2 separate regions of the Rattus norvegicus genome follow, and region 2 is linked to region 1. The links are chromatin contacts, called in public Hi-C maps. All regions are on one chromosome and are shown on one strand. Each heading gives the region's core, a stretch centred on a gene start, on an enhancer-like site or on the middle of the called end of the contact. The rest is flanking DNA. Distances are from core to core; before and after follow the strand shown. Region 1 has its middle 38 kb from the start of Cfl2. Region 2 holds the start of Baz1a (bromodomain adjacent to zinc finger domain, 1A).

The links. A called contact is a pair of places that touch in the nucleus more often than the background predicts.
Region 2: a contact with region 1 is called in a Hi-C map of Schwann cells, with 3 times the contacts expected there. The contact joins the promoter of Baz1a here to the enhancer-like site in region 1. A contact is called at or near these places in 1 of 12 Hi-C or Micro-C datasets (Schwann cells) and 1 of 1 datasets of contacts at active chromatin or transcription factors (oligodendrocytes).

What each region holds. Positions count from the first base shown.
Region 1 is chr6:78,055,128-78,057,827 of GRCr8, forward strand. No RefSeq gene overlaps it. Among named protein-coding and RNA genes, the nearest start is that of Cfl2, 38 kb to the right of the region's middle. Within about 2 kb of position 1,279, at least 42 of the 93 cell types and tissues checked have an H3K27ac peak or open chromatin away from gene starts, as enhancers often do. A contact at or near this core is called in Schwann cells, where this site is marked.
Region 2 is chr6:78,216,458-78,219,157 of GRCr8, forward strand. Baz1a (bromodomain adjacent to zinc finger domain, 1A) reads right to left here and starts at 1,331. Exons shown (of 26, transcript NM_001170568.2): 1 at 1,190-1,331. The coding sequence starts at 1,302.

The sequences.
Region 1 (2,700 bases), core at 29-2,528:
CCTCACGGTGGGAGCACAAGGACCCCTTTACCTTTTATTACAGGGTAGGCATGGGATTATCCTTTTCCCTGCAAACACCCAGAAATAGAACTTCTTTAGAAATAAATCAGTAAGTGCTTCTGATGCATCAAAGTCCACGTGGAGGAGGACAGAAAGCTAATAATCGCTGGAGTCCTCCCAGTGTGACCGCTGGTGTTTTGCACACCTGGTCTCATTGCACAGCTCTGTGATGGTGCCTGCTCACAGCTGGGAGACTAGAGATGCCTGAGGGAGAGCAGCTAGCTAGAGGCAAGGGCAGGGAGGAGCAATCCCAGAGATTACTGGCTCCTGTGTCATGTCCCGGGAACTGACCTGATTCAGACTCACTGCCATGACTTTCCTTAGCGCTCACTAGGGCTGTGTCCACAGCGGGGTTCATGATTAGTGACTCCTGAGTGTCCACAGTGAGGCTCTGACTTTTAGTGACTCCTGACTTTTGATCTTGGAATCTGCCTTCTGTTCAAAAGCTTCCAAAGCCAGCATGGTGGTGGTTGTTTCTTTTAAACTCTTGTAAGAGCAGGGTGATAGGAGAGGGAGTTCGAACAAGGGTGGTGATAGAAGACTGGCTGTGTATATGTCTGTAATTCAAAACTATTTCCTGATTACAATGTATTCATGTGTAACCTTTTTTAGTAAGGAAGGGGAAAAAGAAATTTCTAGACAAATATTTGGAAATGGTGTACAGCTACATTGCAGTATATAGCCTATTTTTAACCATACATGCACACACGAACTATTATATATATTTAAGAAATTATATACTACATATATTTATATATAAAAAAAGAAAGAACATAAAATTGGATGGGGAGGGAGGAGGATAAATAGGGAAAACAGACATCATGGTCAAAATAGATTGTATGACATGTTACCCTCCCCCCCAATAAAAAGTAAAAAGAAGAAAAGAAAAAAGACAATGGTGGCAAAACCCACCCCCAGTCAGCTATCTGTCTTGTATAATTTATTTTGAAAGAATTCATTATTAAATAAGATTTTAAGTAAAAAAGATTGTAATATATATATATATATATATATATATATATATATATATATATATATATGATTAAGGATGCTTTTGAGAGGAAAATGAGGGTCAGTACAGCAGTGTGTGGGTATTTGCTGTTCTTTGTCCCTTGTACCCCACACAGAAGCACAAACAAAAGCTTCTCATTGTTGCCTCTAACCAGCTGATGACTAAGTCATCCTGAGTGGCTGAAACCCCATTCCCAGTCACTTGACGCCAAGTAGGGAATGTGCAGCTGTTCAAATCTCCACCCTGCCCCCACTGGAAGCCCGGCCCCGGAGGAGCAAGCAGGAGGGCTCAATTCTTCTTTATAGGAAACTGTTTCCGTGAACAGCTGTCCGGTTAACCTAAGGGTGAAACACACTTCTCCCTTTTCCGTAACTGTAGCAAGACTGTTTTCATAATTAATTGGAGGCAAAATGTAGTGCTGGGGGTTGGTTTCTTAGCAGTGATCATCTCCCCATGATGAGTCACTCTCTAAGAAGATCTCATGGCAGAGAACACAGCAGTGGCCGCTCACACTCTTCTCATACCCATTCTGCCTCAAAGCTAAACTACAGCCCCCACGCCCGGAAGGGTCCCGCTTTTGCTGTTTCTTGTTTCGTTTTGGGATAGGAGCTGTGTAGCTCAGGCTGAACTTGAACTGGTGACGTAACCAAAGGATAACTTTAAACTCCGCACTTGCGCCACCACCGTTGGTTTCCCTCCCTGCTTTTCAATCTGATGAACGCTGATAAGCTGAATGGATGTGCTGTGGTCATTTGTGAGTGTTATATTCACTGACTTAACATCAACAGGTTTTATTATGTTCAAATGTGTTCATGTGTGTGCATGTGTCATGGCACATGTGTGGAAGTCAGAGGACAGCTTGTGTAAATAAGTCCTCCCCTTTACCGTATGGGTTCCAGGGGTCAAACTCAGGTCATGAGGCTCGGAGGCAAGCGAGCACTGGCTGAACTGACCAGCTAGCCCAACGTTTTTATCTCAACTTTTTTTTTTCTTTTCTTTTTTTCGGAGCTGGGGACCGAACCCAGGTCCTTGTGCTTGCTAGGCAAGCGCTCTACCACTGAGCTAAATCCCCAACCCTCAACTTAAGATTCTTTGGTAACGATGGTAACTATGGTTTTTTTGGGGTGGGGGATTTCAATTCGTTGCCTTGGGCCATCTCAACACACACACACACACACACACACACACACACACACACACACAAATATATACATATACATATGTTGTTTGTACATAAGTATATATGCATATGGGGCTCCGGTCAAAAATAAAGTGTTTTTCTCAATAGCGCTCAATCTCATTTTTAAAAAACATTGTGTGTGTGTGTGTGTGTGTGTGTGTGTGTGTGTGTGTGTATGTGTGTGTGTGTGTGTGTGTGTGTACCACAGTGCACAGAGTGGAGGGGCAGAAAACCACTTCTGAGAAAGAATCTGGTTTCTTCCCACCAAGTGGGTCCGGTGGCACAGGTCTTACTGGCCCCTCTACTCTGTTTTTGAGTAGAATCTCTCACTTATTCAGCCGGAGTGGCTGGCCAGTGAGCCTCCATCCTCCTGCTGTCCTAGAATACTATTTCTGTGCCATCCCAGTGAGAAATCACTTTTCACACTTGGAGATTAATAGAGGGAAAG
Region 2 (2,700 bases), core at 81-2,580, 160 kb after region 1:
CCCTGGATCAGGCCTTTCTCCCAGGCCCCCACACTCAAGAAATCCTCCTACACACAACCTATTTGGTTGCTATTAACATACTGTTTCTAAGCCACAAAGAGTCTGCGTGGAGGATAAAGAACGAAAAGGGGGGGGGGGGGTGTCCAGGCTGTTCCTGTGACGGATCAACTCGGGTTCTCACTTAAGAGTCCCTATTTAAACATGGGTCGCTGCTTCGTGTCACTGAGCCACGGAAACTCTTAGATACACCGAGCAATGACCTAAAAACTTGGGAGTTGAAGCTACATGTGCAGCAGCTTCGGGTTCTTATCAAAACAAAAGCAGTGGCACATGTCAGGCGGCCCACATGCGCCAGAGGAGGGAGTGGGGGGGGGGGGGCAAGCTGAAGCTGGAGTTGAACTTGTCTAACGCCCCCCCCCCCAACTCCCACTGCCGAGCTCTAGGTTACTCGAAAGGAAAACCAGGGGCGTCAGCTGTCTCCCACTCCTTTCCCCACGCTCGGCCCGACTTCTTCCTCGCCGGTCTCCCGGGGGCGGAGACGCCGAGTTCCCCAGGGACGGGAGTTAGTCACCAAGAAGAGGCGGTGACAGAGCGCGGCTCTCGTCGCACACTCCCAGGCCTAGGCGGCGCGGGACGCGAGGCCGCCGCTCGCGACACCAGTACCCCAACGCCCCCGGCCCCGTCCTCTTGGCCAGCGAAGTAACCCCTCGCCCCTCTGCCGGGCCAGCATCTACTCCTGCCCCTGTCCCCACCTCAGCCCTGGCAGCCACCTACCACCGCCACCGCCACCACCACCAACCCTAAACGTCAGAAGCCACGCACGGCCGCGAAAACCCAGTCCGGGGCCGGCCGTTTCCTGCCCTCGGGGTCAGAGATTCCCTCTCGGGGCTGCGGGACCGCGGCGGCGCGCGGCTGACCCGGCGGGGATCCCGGAACCGGCGGCCGAGCGCGTGCGGCCGCGGCGGGGAGGGGCGAGGCGGGGAGTTTCCGCCCGCCGGCGAGCGCGGTGGCTCTGAGCGGTCGCCGGCCTCCGCGGGCCCCGCCGCCCGCTGCCCGCCGCCCCACGCGGTCACGGAGCGCGGGGGAGGGGCGGCCCGGCCACCCGTCACGAGCCCCGGAGAGAAAGAGGAGACAGACAGACAAAAGGGCGCGGGGGCGGCCGTCCCCGCTGCCCCGGCGCCGGCCTTACTCGTAGTGGCGGAAGATCTCGTTGGTGACTTTACAGTAGAAAACTTCCTCGTCCGGCCGCAGGTCCCCCGGCGGCTTCTGCCTCACGAACGGCTTTCGGTGAAGCAGCGGCATCTCTCGGCTGCGCACGTCCACCCGCGTCCCTAGCAAATTGGAGGGAAAGGAAAGCCGGTAAGGTCGGAGAGCTCCGGGGCGGCTCGGCTGCCTTTTGTGTGACAGACGAGTCCGGTCCTCCTCCCCGCCGGGGTGCGGAGTCTGTCGGGCGGCCGCGGCCCCAGCGCGCCCCGCGGGCGCCTCACAATGGGGCGGACGCCCCGCGGCGGGCGTGCGGCGGCTCCCTCCCCCAAGCGCCGCTCCGGGCCGCCGCCGCCGCCGCACCGCCGGTCCGGGGACTCGCAATGTGCTCGGAGTTAGGCGCTCTGGAGCTAGGCGGCCACGGACCCCGGGTGCCGCCGCGCTTTGTTCCCGGTTCCCCCGGACGCCGGCTGGAGAGCCCCTCACCTGCGAGCACTTGCCCGCCGCCGCACCTTCCCACGAGGAACGCCGCGAGGGCCCGGCCCGCCCCGCCCCGGAGTCTCTCCCAGCCGCCGCCGCTCGCGTTGCCACTGCCCGGCTCTGCGCGGGGATCGCGTCCCGCCGGCACTTCCCCGCCTCTCCGCGCTCCCGGGAAGTTTCTGAGCTACTTTCGGCTCTGAAGGAGGAAGAGCTGTGGGGAGGAGCTTTTCGCTTCTCGCTTCTACCTTTTTATTGGCTACTGGATGACTTTTACAGCCTGTCACTGATACAGGAAGAGAGGGCGAAGAGCCTGGGAGAGCTACATTATTAATTAATGGAGCAACCCCTCGTGAAGAATCAGAAGCATCCTCCATGTTTGAGATTATCGGCCAGAAGATCTAGGGAAAGCGCTAGTGTTCCTTAAACACTTGGCTGACAAAGTAAAGCCTTCATCTTTTCCAATGGGCCACCAGCGCTCAGCTTTTGAACTGCAAAGGGGACTCCGGTTCCGATTTAAATTGCGTTTTGAAGAAGGGAAGAATAAGAAACGAAGTTGCTAAAACTCTCAAAGTATTTTGCATGCGTAAACATCCATCTTGAAAGAAAGTACCTTTCTTGACACCAGTCTGTCTTAATACTTACAATTCAAAGAGTTTGATAGCTCAGGAAAAGGCAAAAGTTTGAAATGTCATCACATTTATATGATTCCCCCACATATTTAAAACTAAACACAGAATTTAAAAAGTGTAAGTAACTTATAATCTATAAGTAACTTTAAGGTCAGTGTTTAGTTCAATTAGAATCTTAATGATGTTGAATTTACCACTGAAATGTCTCATAAAACAATTTTCCCATATAGGTAACTTTCATAAATTAAAACAATTTTAATTCTTATAAGACTTGGGACTTTTGAATTGAAAATTATATTTTAAATTAGAAATCATAGGGGTTGGGGATTTAGCTCAGTGGTTGAGCGCTTGCCTAGCAAGCGCAAGGCCCTGGGTTCGGTCCCCAGCT